2 separate regions of the Sus scrofa genome follow, and region 1 is linked to region 2. A link is a contact called in public promoter capture Hi-C data. All regions are on one chromosome and are shown on one strand. The core of a region is the stretch at or near the end of the contact, and the rest is flanking DNA. Distances in the headings are between cores, read along the strand shown.

Region 1 (6,683 bases), core at 3,199-5,698, 160 kb before region 2:
GAAATATATACATAGAACTTCCATATGACCCCACAATCCCACTTGGGCATCTATCCGGACAAAACTCCACTTAAAAGAGACACATGCACCCGCATGTTCATTGCAGCACTATTCACAATAGCCAGGACATGGAAACAACCCAAATGTCCATCGACAGATGATTGGATTCGGAAGAAGTGGTATATATACACAATGGAATACTACTCGGCCATAAAAAAGAATGACATAATGCCATTTGCAGCAACATGGATGGAACTAGAGACTCTCATATGGAGTGAAATGAGCCAGAAAGACAAAGTCAAATACCATATGATATCACTTATAACTGGAATCTAATATCCAGCACAAATGAACATCTCCTCAGAAAAGAAAATCATGGACTTGGAGAAGAGACTTGTGGCTGCCTGATTGGAGGGGAGGGAGTGGGAGGGATGGGGAGCTTGGGCTTATCAGACACAACTTAGAATAGATTTACAAGGAGATCCTGCTGAATAGCATTGAGAACTTTGTCTAGATACTCATGTTGCAACAGAAGAAAGGGTGGGGAAAAAAATGTAATTGTAATGTATACATGTAAGGATAACCTGACGCCCTTGCTGTACAGTGGGAAAATAAATTAAAAAAAAAAAAAGAAAAGAAAACCTACTGGAAGTTCCTGTGGCTCGGCAGTAACGAGCCCAACTAGTATTGATGAAGATTCGGGTTCCACCCCTGGCCTCCATCAGTGGGTTAAGGATCCGGTGTTGCCGTGAACTGTGGTGTAGGTTGCAAATGAGGCTTGGCTCCTGCGTGGCTGTGGCTGCGCTGTATGCCAGCAGCTGTAGCTCTGATTTGACCCGTAGCCTGGGAACCTCCATATGCTGAAGGTGGGGCCCTAAAAAGAGAGAAAGGAAGAAAGGAAGGGAGAGAGAGAGAGAGAAAGCGAGAGAGAGAGAGAGAGAGAGAGGAAGGAAGGAAGGAAGGAAGGAAGGAAGAAAAGGAAAAAGGAAGGAAACCTACTAACTACTAACTGTGTGTTTTGTCTGAATCAATGAAGATGAAAGGTGAGCTAGGATGTGGGAATCAGAGTGGAGAAAATTCTGGTCTTTTCCCACTATTCCAAAACCCATATGGCTTTATTCAACTGTAAAGCCAACAAAACATGGAATTTACCAGAAAGTAGTAAATAAGACTGGTAATGCCAACCTTTCATATGCCAACAATTCATGAATTAAAGAGAAGTAAAGAGAAGTTACTCTCTTTGAAAGGATATATTTTCTTATAGAAACTGGAAAATAATATATAGCACTTTAAAAACACTAAACCATGTAAGAAAGTGCAGTGGGACTCTCATACTTTCTAAATCCATTTGTCTGAAGAAATGAGAGATGGATCATATTTCGTAAGGTTTAGATATGCTCACTGTATTTTTCCTGGAATTATAATTTTATTACTATCAGATTTATTGAATTTTGTCTGATTTTACATTCATCTTGAAACATCTGCAAATAATATAATTTACCTGAATATTTTGCATAACAATATGCTTCTTTTCGTTTTAACAGAACCTAGTCCAAGTGTTAATTGAATCAAGCTTTTCAAAAGCAATTTTATTAAGCATTTCTTTGAACACATCATATGCACAGTAATATGCGTCTGGCAAGTGTCGATTTTTCTCTTTTTTTTTTTTTCCTTTTTTTCTTTTTTGGCTTTTTGGCTTTTAGGGCCGTATCCGAGGCATATGGAGCTTCCCAGGCTAGGGGTCCAGTTGGAGCGGTAACCTCCAGCCTACGCCACAGCCACAGCAACGCGGGATCTGAGCCGTGTCTGCAACCTACACCACAGCTCAAGGCAATGCCAGATCCTTAACCCACTGAGCGAGGCCGGGGATGGAACCCGCGTCCTCATGGATGCTGGTCAGGTTCGTTAACCGCTGAGCCACGGAGGGAACTCTGTTTGTTTGTTTGTTTGTTTGTTTGTTTTTTTATCAGATCATTTAAAGAAGTTATTTACTACAAGTAAAAAATCTCTTCTCCTCACTCTCCCTCCGCCAAAGACACTTTCTTAAAGTAAAACCCGAGCCCAATTCACTCAAGGCAAATAAAAAAACGAAAACAAAAACAAAATTCTGCTGTGCTGAACCTGCAGTGCTCGCTTTGCCTGTTACCTCAGAGTAATACGGTAACAGCAGGAGATTACGGTACTAGCTGGGGCTACTGGCTGTGTTACGTCAGCGAGAGCTGCAAAGTTCCTTGCGATTCTTTGCTGATGTCGGTGTGCTGAATATTAAAAGGGTGAAGGTGGAGTTATTGCCTGGCTGTATTTTTTCTCTCTTTTTTTCTTTTTCTTTTTAAAATCTCCAGGTAAAGCATCTGCGAGCCAGGAGCGTAAAGACGTCTGTGGTAGAGGGGTGAGTCAGCTGGTGCAAAAGGACTAGGAATCGCTTCGTCGGAGAGACAGTCCCCTCTTCTCCCAGGGAGGAGGCGACGGAGCCGCTCCTGGGACCGAAAGCCGGTCCACTCACGCCGGCGCGCGGGCGGGTGGCTCTGCATTCGCGCTCCAGGTGAGTGCGCTGCAGCTCCGGGCGCCAGCATTCCAGCGGGGACCGGAGGGTGAGGGCAAACGTCCCCGGGCCTCCGGGTGAGACCCAACTCCCACTTTTCCCCAAGCTCCTCCCGCCCTTTTCACCCGCATCCCCACCCCACCTTGTTTCCCTTATATATTCTGGGAAGTTACCTCTTAGTTAACAAGTGTGTTTTGAACCCCGTATTTCTCTTCTCCAAGGTAGTGGGGAACGGGTTTCTGCAGCTGGTTGTTTTTAGTACCACCTGTGAGCTCTAGAACTTGTGGTTTTCGCAGTAGCCTCGGCCGGGGAATCCCGCCTCAGGGCCCAACCGCAGAGTCCTTACAAGGCAAGGTGGGTCCCCACTCCCCGCATTCCTTCCTGCGTCCCTCTGGTCAGCTTGCAGCTGTGGAAACCTAGCTTTCTGACGCAGACTGTGGCCCCCAGCTCAGAAAATACGAGGCGTCCTCCACCCGCTAGCGCGTGCATTTGATTTTTTTATGCTTACAAATTCCGCAATGACTGCCGCGTGCAAAGCCCCTTCGGTAGAGTGAGGCTGCCCGCTCCCACTCCTCCCCCCTGGACCCCCAAAGCCAGCCTGGGTGTGGCTTGAGGTTCGAGTCCTCCGGGACCACTGATCCTGCGGCTTGGAAAGGAATCCTGGACCGACCCAGGTCGCGTACAGCCCTCCTTGAGTCCCGAGGGCTTTGCTCTGGACCCGGCTCTCAGGCCCGTTTGTTGGGTCGACAGACCGGCGCGCTCCACACATTCAAGTGTGAATTCCTCCCGCGTGAGCGTGTCACTGGCCCTGAGGTCCCGGGTCGCAATGGCTCCCTCTCCCAGGCCTCCCCTTCCAGGTGACTGCGAAGCAACCTGTTCAAATGGCAACCGGGTAGATTCTCCGGGTGTCCACCTGCTCGGCTTGGTGCGACAGAACGGTCAGCCGCAGTCGCGCCTCGCGGGCTTGGGGATTTTAATTTCACTGTGTGGCCGCGGGGCGCTGCAGCTTGGGGTTTGTTTGCTTCGGTTCTTGAACCTGGCTAGAGGCCGCGCGCCGAAGCGCGCCAGGGCAAGGTTCCCAGCGGCGCCGCACAACTCGCGGTCCCCTCCTGCGCGCTCGGCTGCGGCAGGGCAAGCCGCTTCAAGACCGCAGAGCACGCGGGTTCCCAGCCGGGTAGGATTACCCGTCGAGCCCGACACAGCCTCCCTCCTCAGGGCGCCTGACTTACACCCGGCATTTCTCTTTGCGCTTTTTTCAGGAGGACGCTGGCAAACAACTGCTCCGCAGCCGCCTCGGTCTTGGCAAATATTTCACATCCATGTCCCCGACCTCTGCGCCTAGAAGATGGGTCAAGCATGAGTCCAGCCACACCGTGGGCAACTACTGGCGGTGTGAAGTGCCCAGATGCCTTTAGTCCCCAGCTTTGAGAGTCGACGGCAGACCAGTGCTTGCTTGTGGTTTGGGGGGGAATTCCAAATTATGTGCAGAATGCTCAATCTTCTGACCCGGATGGATCAGACAGTGCAGAAAAGGAGACTCCCGTAATCCTGGGATTGCATTTTGCAACGCATCTCCTCAAGCTTCGCTCTAAATCTTGCGAAGGGAGGGAGTTGGGGCCCTGGGCCAGCGCAGCAGGTGGAGAGGGTCAGCAGGCAGCCCCGCGCGCCCCTGGCCATGTTGTCTTTAATGCCCTGCCCCTTTATGTGGCCTTCTGAGGATTTCCAGGGCTGCCCGGGGGTGCTTCCCACCCGCACGCTCTCTCTTACCCCCAGACAACCGCGGCAGGCAAGACTCCCCCGAGCCGTGACCTTTTGACTCCCCACTCCCCCCACTCCCGCGTCCGCCTTCGCGCCTCCCGGGAGTGGCCCTCAAGAGCGGCACCTCGCCCTGCTCCGGCTGGGACCATGGTGTTTCTTTCTGGAAATGCCTCAGACAGCTCCAACTGCACCCACCCGCCGCCACCGGTGAATATTTCCAAGGCCATTCTGCTTGGGGTGATCTTGGGGGGGCTCATCATTTTCGGGGTACTGGGGAACATCCTTGTGATCCTTTCCGTGGCCTGCCACCGGCATCTTCACTCGGTCACTCACTACTACATCGTCAACCTGGCGGTGGCCGACCTTCTGCTCACTTCTACGGTGCTGCCCTTCTCCGCTATCTTCGAGATCCTGGGCTACTGGGCCTTTGGCAGGGTCTTCTGCAACATCTGGGCGGCGGTGGACGTCTTGTGCTGCACTGCATCCATCATGGGACTCTGCATCATCTCCATCGACCGCTACATCGGCGTGAGCTACCCGCTGCGCTACCCCACCATCGTCACCCAGAAACGGGGCCTGATGGCTCTGCTCTGCGTGTGGGCGCTCTCCCTGGTCATCTCCATAGGGCCTCTGTTCGGCTGGAGGCAGCCGGCACCTGAGGACGAGACCATCTGCCAGATCAATGAGGAACCGGGCTACGTGCTCTTCTCCGCGCTGGGCTCCTTCTACGTGCCGCTGACCATCATCCTGGTTATGTACTGCCGGGTCTACGTGGTGGCCAAGAGGGAGAGCCGGGGCCTCAAATCGGGTCTCAAGACCGACAAGTCGGACTCAGAGCAGGTGACACTCCGCATCCATCGGAAAAACGCCCCGGTCGGAGGCAGCGGGGTGACCAGCGCCAAGAACAAGACGCACTTCTCCGTGAGACTCCTCAAGTTTTCCCGAGAGAAGAAAGCGGCCAAGACACTGGGCATAGTGGTCGGCTGCTTCGTCCTCTGCTGGCTGCCTTTTTTCTTAGTGATGCCCATTGGTAAGTCTTTACAACACCTCTTCTTCGCATTTAGGGGGCTTCACCCCCTTCCCTTTCTGCTACCCTAGAGCACAGTCTGGCGTGGAAGAGAAAGGGATCTGCATTTCAAACGGCAGAGCTAGGAGGGCAGTTAGGAAAGACTCCCCTGTAGAAAAGTGAATTTTCATTCCCTTTCTGCTCCTATCTCATTTCTATTAAGTCCTTAGGGCACTTTTTCAGCTACTGCAAAGTGGCTTCCTACTGATGCAGATTAATTGGTCTCCTTAAAAGAACGTCAACTTTTCTTAATGCTTGGAAGCATGTGTTTAATTTAAATACATCCATCCTCAGATGTCGAGTTTCAGCGGCTCCACCCGGCGCTTAGGCAAAGGCTGGTGGAATGCCACTTTCACCTCTGCTGCTGTGGACAGCAAATTCTCTTGGCCTAAAAATAAGCACCGTGCTTATTCTGAACAAAGGTGTAATTTTATTATTAGATTAGATTATTCCTAAGGGTTAGTTATAATGGTCTGTTTATGTCCTATATCTGTGTTAACATTATTTTCTGGATTCATGTGGAAGAAAGTATGGTGAGCCACTGACAAGGAAAAAAAATGATATTATGTCCAAACCAATTTAACCTTTAAAGAATTTAACATAATATTTCCAATAAGTAAATACTTTCCTCTTTATTTTAATACTAAGTATTAAAGCAAACACTGCTCTTATCCAAATCCTTCCGGCAGCTGCAGATGACACTGTTTGAAAATAATACGTTAATGTTACAAACCCAATTTTTGCAAATGCTAAATTAGCTGTTGTCAAAACTAATTAGTTCATTAGTAGTATCAGCAAGCTGATCCACTTGGAATATTGTCTGTCTGTGAAAGGGCTTCATGAGATCCCAAAATAGTTGTTTGCTATATTTAGCTTATGAGCACAAATATAGACCCACACATTTGTTATCCACAAAGTCCAGAGAATAAAAGTTATAGTAAAAATCAATAAAAGTCTGCTTCTGTACTTCAGAGCCAGTTTAAATGGCGTGTACTGAAAGTACATGAATTTGCATCTCTGTGTAACAATAAAAGCTATTATTTTTAGACCCGTAATCATCTCAATAACTCTGTGAAGGATGCATTATTATCCTGAAGTCACAGGTGGGGAAAAGGCATTCCTCAAGTTCCAAGCTTTGCTGTCTAATACCACAGCCACCGGCCCCATGTGGCTATTTCATGCAAGTTAAAATTAAAGAAAATTAATGCCAGTTCCTCAGTCCCGCTAGCCACATTTCAAGTGTTCAAGAGCCACCTGTGGCCAGTGGCTATGGTTTTGAAAGGCAGAGATAAAGGACATGTTCACCACTGCGGAAAT
Region 2 (5,817 bases), core at 3,044-5,543:
AACATATTTTACGGCAAAATAAGTGAAACAGTGAGCTCACAGCCATGATATTCACTTGTCTTTACAAGGACCACATCCCTAGCATGGACACGGCAGGCAGAATGTGGTGGGCCAGTGGCCTGGCCACCTGAAGGCTCATTTGATGTCCCTTAAAATACAACATCTTGAAAAACCAAGTTTCTATCTTAGAAGAAATGGTGTACACGTTGAATCTGCAACTAACATACTAGTGCTTATTCCCTCCTAATCAAAATACCTGCTTCCCAGAGTAAACCGGTGAAAACAAGAATAACTCCCTCCACCTACATTCAACAGTACACTTGCTGAATTTCTGTTTTCCATCCTTGTGTGACCATAAGCTTTGCTGATTTGGAGACATTGGTTCTTGGGTAAAGCATGCTTCTCCCAGGGACAAATACAATGGTCCCATTATGACTGCCACCCAGCCACATGGGGGTCCTCCTGCCTCTGAACCAATAACAAAAGAGGGCATTTCTAGACCAGCCGGGGGGGTTGGTGTTGACTCCAAATAAGTGAATTACTTCTACATGGTGGAGAGATGAGGATCTTTCTAGAACCTAATGGTTCCAGTTGGTATTCGAAGAGTCTCTTAGTACATCCCACGCCAAAATAACCATTAATAGAAAACTATGGCAGGAGTTCCCTTCGTGGCGCAGTGGTTAACGAATCCGACTAGGAACCATGAGGTTGCGGGTTCGGTCCCTGCCCTTGCTCAGTGGGTTAAGGGTCCGGCGTTGCCGTGAGCTGTGGTGTAGGTTGCAGACGCGGCTCGGATCCCGCGTTGCTGTGGCTCTGGCGTAGGCCGGTGGCTACAGCTCCGATTTGACCCCTAGCCTGGGAACCTCCATATGCCGCGGGAGCGGCCCAAGAAATAGCAAAAAGACAAAAAAAAAAAAAAAAAGAAAACTATGGCAAAGAGAAAACCACTGAGGATTCAGACCCTTTAGGAATGAAGATGTGGGTCATTCCATTGGGCTGAGGAAGAGGAGACCATGGGCTAAGCAGTGAAAGAAGCCAAGTTTTTTAACACTAGTATATAAAAAACAGATAACGCCTGAATATTTACTCTCTTCACACAGTTTCTCCCAGTGTTGTCATCGTCCATTACTGCCGTACATTTGCAAATGGAGGAAAGCAACCCTGGGACACTACCAGTAACTAAACCCCGAAATTCAATTGGGCTTCAGCAGTTTTCCCACTGATGCTTTTTTTTCTTTATTTTATTTTATTTTATTTATTTATTTATTTATTTTTTTTTTTTTTTTTTTTTTTTTTTTTTGCTTTGTAGGGCCGCCCCTGAGGCATATGGAAGTTCCCAGGCTAGGGGTCCAATCGGAACCACCGTTGCTGGCCTACACCACAGCCACAGGAACACCAGATCCAAGCCACGTCTGCCACCTACACCACAGCTCACAGCAATGCCGGATCCTTAACCCACTGAGTGAGGCCAGGGATCGAACCCAAAACCTCATGGGTCCCAGTCGGATTCATTTCCACTGCACCACAACAGGAACTCCCCAATGCTCTTTTTTCTGTTCCAAGATCCAATCCACAGTGTGATTCCTAGACTCCATTGTCATATCTCCTTGGTGTCCTCTGATCTGTGACAGTTGCTCAGCCCTTCCCTGTTTTCCGTGGCCTTGACCATCTGGAGGAGTACGGACCAGGAATTTCGAAGAATGTCCCTCAATTTAAGATTGTCTCACATTTTTCCCAGGATCGGACTGGGGTTACAGGATTTGGGGAAGAAAACCACCGAGGTGCAGCATCCCTCTTAGCACTTGATGTGAGGGGTGATGACGTCCACATGACGTCACAGGTGCTGTGAACCTTCATCTCGGGGCTGAGGTTGTGTTTACCTGGTTTCACCATCTTCAGGTTGCTATTTATCCCTTTCCAGAATCTGAAACCAAGCAGGACCTTATGGGTCTCCTGGGCACTGAAGCCTTTCTGTGTTCCCTATCTCTTGCCTGTAGGGAATAGGCTTCAGGGTCCTTGACCTTCCCTGAGTTTCAAAGGGCAGGTTCGAACAGGTGCTAATCAGGGAATGAACTGAAGGGCTGCAGAGACCAGGGAGGAGCCATTAAGAAACGACTGTGCAGCCTTGGGGCAGGGTCCTTGTTCCCCCTCAAGGGCTATACATAACAATATCTTTGAGTTCTTCTGAAGAATTACAACACCCAACAGATGGAAGAAGGTCATGGTATGATAATCTCGAGGCCCACCAGAACCAGCCCCGGGGCCATGAAACACCAACACCAGCTTTTTTTTTTTTTTTTTTTTTTTTTTTTTTGTCTTTTTAGGGCTGCACTCCTGGCCTGTGGAGGTTCCCAGGCTACAGGTCAAATTGGAGCTGTAGCTACCGGCCACAGCCACAGCCACAGCAATGCCAGATCCGAGCCACATCTGCAACCTACACCACAGCTCATGGCAACACCAGATCCTTAACTCACTGAGCAAGGCCAGGGATCAAACCTAAAACCTCATTGTTTCTAGTCGGGTTCGTTAACCACTGAGCCACGACAAGAACTCTGAAACAACAACTTTGAAGAAGAATACAAGCTTGCATCTACCCTGATCCTTATCTGCAGCCTTATTTTCCATCCCCCAAACTGTAAGACCCCCCTCCTCCTCTCTCCCAAAGGAGGGCACACTCTTAAACCTTAGACTGCTGTGGCCTCCTTTGCCTGGCAAAGCAATAAAAGCTATTCATTTCTATTGCACCCTAAACTATGTCTCTGCCTTTCTTTTCAGCACCACTTTCAGCAACAACTACACATGAAAAGGGAGTCAGTGTAAACCCAGCCTGACTTCAAAGAGCAGGTGCAGGAGAACTAAGCTCCCTTTCCTGGACAGAGAATGGTACATACATCATTTGGAATTCTTCGACAAGGAAGACTTGTGTCTTCTCCACATTTATTTAATCATTTATATCCATATGGATTCATTTACACTTTGGGTTATAATTCAATACCACCATTTTTTTTGGCCACACCTACAGCATGTGGAAGTTCCCAAGTGAGGGATCAAAGCTGCAACCTACGCCATAGCTGTGGCAACACCAGATCCTCAACTCCCTGCACCACAGCAGGAACTCCTAGGACTGGGATTCTGCAAAGGACATTTCAGCAGGCTCTGCCAGGAGGGGCCAGCAGCGGTTGATGAGGATGGTGGAGGAGGAAGAGGGCCGTGATCCTTCCTGTTCGCACCAGCAGGGATGACAGTCGCTGCTTTGTTTCTAGCCTCTTCCCAAATTTCCAGAACCAGCTTCCTGTGCCACCCCAGATCCTCAGAGATCTGAGTTCAAACTCCTCAGAGACTCCCCACCCCACCCCCAACCCCAGATGAGCCTGTTTTCTTATCAGGTCACTACCTTCCCTCCTTGCCTCAGCCCTAAGGAGTAGTAGCTGGTCGGTGCACTCGGGCTGGAGGAAGAATTTCCAGACTCAGATCAAGGTGAAAGGAAAGAAGTTTATTGAGAACAGAAAAGCTGCTAGAACAGTAGGATGACTTCTTGATAAACAGGGAGAGCCAACAATGAGTGCTTGGTCATGTCTGTTTTGATAACCCAGGATAAGGGGTGGTCTCACAACACACCTGCTGACCTGCTGATTGGTTGAGGAAGGAGGGATCTTACCATACACTTGCTGGTTCGTTGGGAGCATATAAGGTCCCTATAGGGGTGAGGTGAGGAGTGGGCCATGTACCTTTCCTAGTAGAGGATAGGAAGGGGTAAGCCAGGTTGCTCAAGGTGGGGGAGGGAGCGTGACACTGAGATGGGCGGGGTTGTGATAAGGGTCTGGCAATTACTGTTTTGGCCAGAGGCTTTGAGTTCTAGCTCCTTGAATGGGACTTAAAGCCCAACAGTAGTTCCTCCTTAACAGTTACTGCTGCTGTGTTGCCTCAGTATCCCATTTTTGCCTCATTAGTTCTCCAACTCCTATCAAGCCAATTCTCTAGATTATATTTTCACTGTTATAACAACTTCATTTAGTTCCTGCTTTCCCGCCTGGATCCTCACAGATATTGAACAAAATGTATAAGCATGAGGCTGAGAAACCACAAGCCGTAAGCAAGGCGAAAACAAACAGTCGTTTCAATGTGCTGAGCTCGTGGGTGCTTCTGTATCTTTCTCCAAATATTTCTAAACCTGGAATGATTTGGTTTCATAACTGTGCCCTTTTCAGAGGACAGCGTGTACTCTAGGTACCAGGGCGAACTACTCCTGTGCCCTATGTGTAATGGTAGGTAAGGAAGCCCATTTATGTAACTCACTGCTAGTTGCCAGATGGGAGGGGACAGAAGGCAAGTGCTAGGAGAGAAAGCAAACAGAATACTAAGGGAGATGCTATCTAACAGGAAAAAATGTTTTCTGGTAACTGGAAAACAAGCCCAGAGTTCAAAGAGAGAACAGTGTTTTATGAGGTTAAAAATTGTCTCTTTTTCTTTTCCTGCCATTTGTAAAGTAGACGGGGTGACAGGTGAACTGGGGTACTTCCAGGAGACTTCAAAGAAGACTGATATCCGCCCGGCCCTGTCCTGGGAGCAGAACAGCAAGCATTAGCGCCCCCTGCTGGAAAGGACTCTGAAGCTTTGTGGATGGGCAGCCTGAGGGTTAATTTAAGGGACTGAACAATGTCCCCGTTTAAAATTCATATGCTGGGAGTTCCCCTTGTGGCTCAGCGGTACCGAGTCCGACTAGTATCCATGAGGTTCGATCCCTGGCCTCGCTCAGTGGGTTAAGGATCTGGTCTGGTGTGGCTGTGGCTGTGGCTGTGGCATAGGCTGACAACTGAAGCTCCAATTCGACCCCTAGCCTGGGAATTTTCATATGCAGCAGGTGTAGCCCTAAAAAGACCAAAGAAAAAAAGATTCATATGCTGAAGTCCTAGCCCCGGCACCTCAGGATAAGGTTTTATTTGTAGCTAGGCCCTTTAAAAAGGTAAGTATGGTAAAATGAGGTCATTAGGATGGGCTCTAATCCAATATGACTGTTGTCCTCATAAGAGAACGAGATTAAGAGACAGACACAGGCAGAGGGAAGACCGTGTGAGGTCACGGGGAGAAGACGGCCGTCTACACCCCACGGAGAGAGACGCCAGGAGAAACCTCGACACCTTGACTTTGGATTTCTAGTCTCGGGAACTGAGAGGAAATCAGCATCTTGTTTAAGTCACCCAGGCTGTGTGCTTTGTTACGGCAGCTCTGTCAGGGTAACATACTGCCCACAGCCCCTCCTTGGAACCCACTCCAGAAAAAGGCACGCTTTGTTCCTAGGTAGGGCTGTGGTCTCAAACCCTATCAAGGCTCCTTGGCTGATGGATTGGGCTGGACAGTGAACCGCAAGGGCTCCTCTCAAGGCCAAGGTGCACTGGCCTTCCATCCAAGGACACGGAACATGAGGCAGGGTGGCACAGGGGGAAGGGCACCAGCTTTGGGGTCAGACAGGTCTGGTTTCAATCCCAGTCGAGACACTCACTGCACAAGAAGGGAAATGAACACCTTACGGATTCCTTCTCTGTAAAATAGGGAGAATGATATTTACTCCATTTTTGTGTACCTCACATTCAGATGTTGAAGCGGTACCCTCCAGTGTGGCTCTATTTGGAGATGAGGCCACTAAGGAAGTAACTAAGGTTAAATGAGGTCATGGGGTGCGGGGGGAGGGGGGAGCTAATCCGTTGGATTAATGTCCTTGTCAGAAGATCCACCAGAGACCACACTCTCTCCCTTTGGACACATGTACACACGTGACAAAGGGCCTAGCAAGGGGACGGCCACCTCAAGGCCAGGAGA

Evidence for each region. Promoter capture Hi-C pulls out the DNA fragments that hold promoters and counts their contacts.
Region 1: a promoter capture Hi-C map of liver shows a contact between it and region 2, with 11 times the contacts expected there. The contact joins the promoter of ADRA1A here to the enhancer-like site in region 2. A contact is called at or near these places in 1 of 5 promoter capture datasets (liver) and 12 of 47 Hi-C or Micro-C datasets (alveolar macrophages, embryonic fibroblasts, fetal skeletal muscle and 7 more).

What each region holds. Positions count from the first base shown.
Region 1 is chr14:10,728,622-10,735,304 of Sscrofa11.1, reverse strand. It overlaps ADRA1A (adrenoceptor alpha 1A), which reads left to right and starts at 4,448. Exons shown (of 2, transcript NM_001123072.1): 1 at 4,448-5,330. The coding sequence starts at 4,448.
Region 2 is chr14:10,566,872-10,572,688 of Sscrofa11.1, reverse strand. No RefSeq gene overlaps it. Among named protein-coding and RNA genes, the nearest start is that of DPYSL2, 140 kb to the right of the region's middle. Within about 2 kb of position 4,293, at least 2 of the 83 cell types and tissues checked have an H3K27ac peak or open chromatin away from gene starts, as enhancers often do. A contact at or near this core is called in liver, where this site is marked.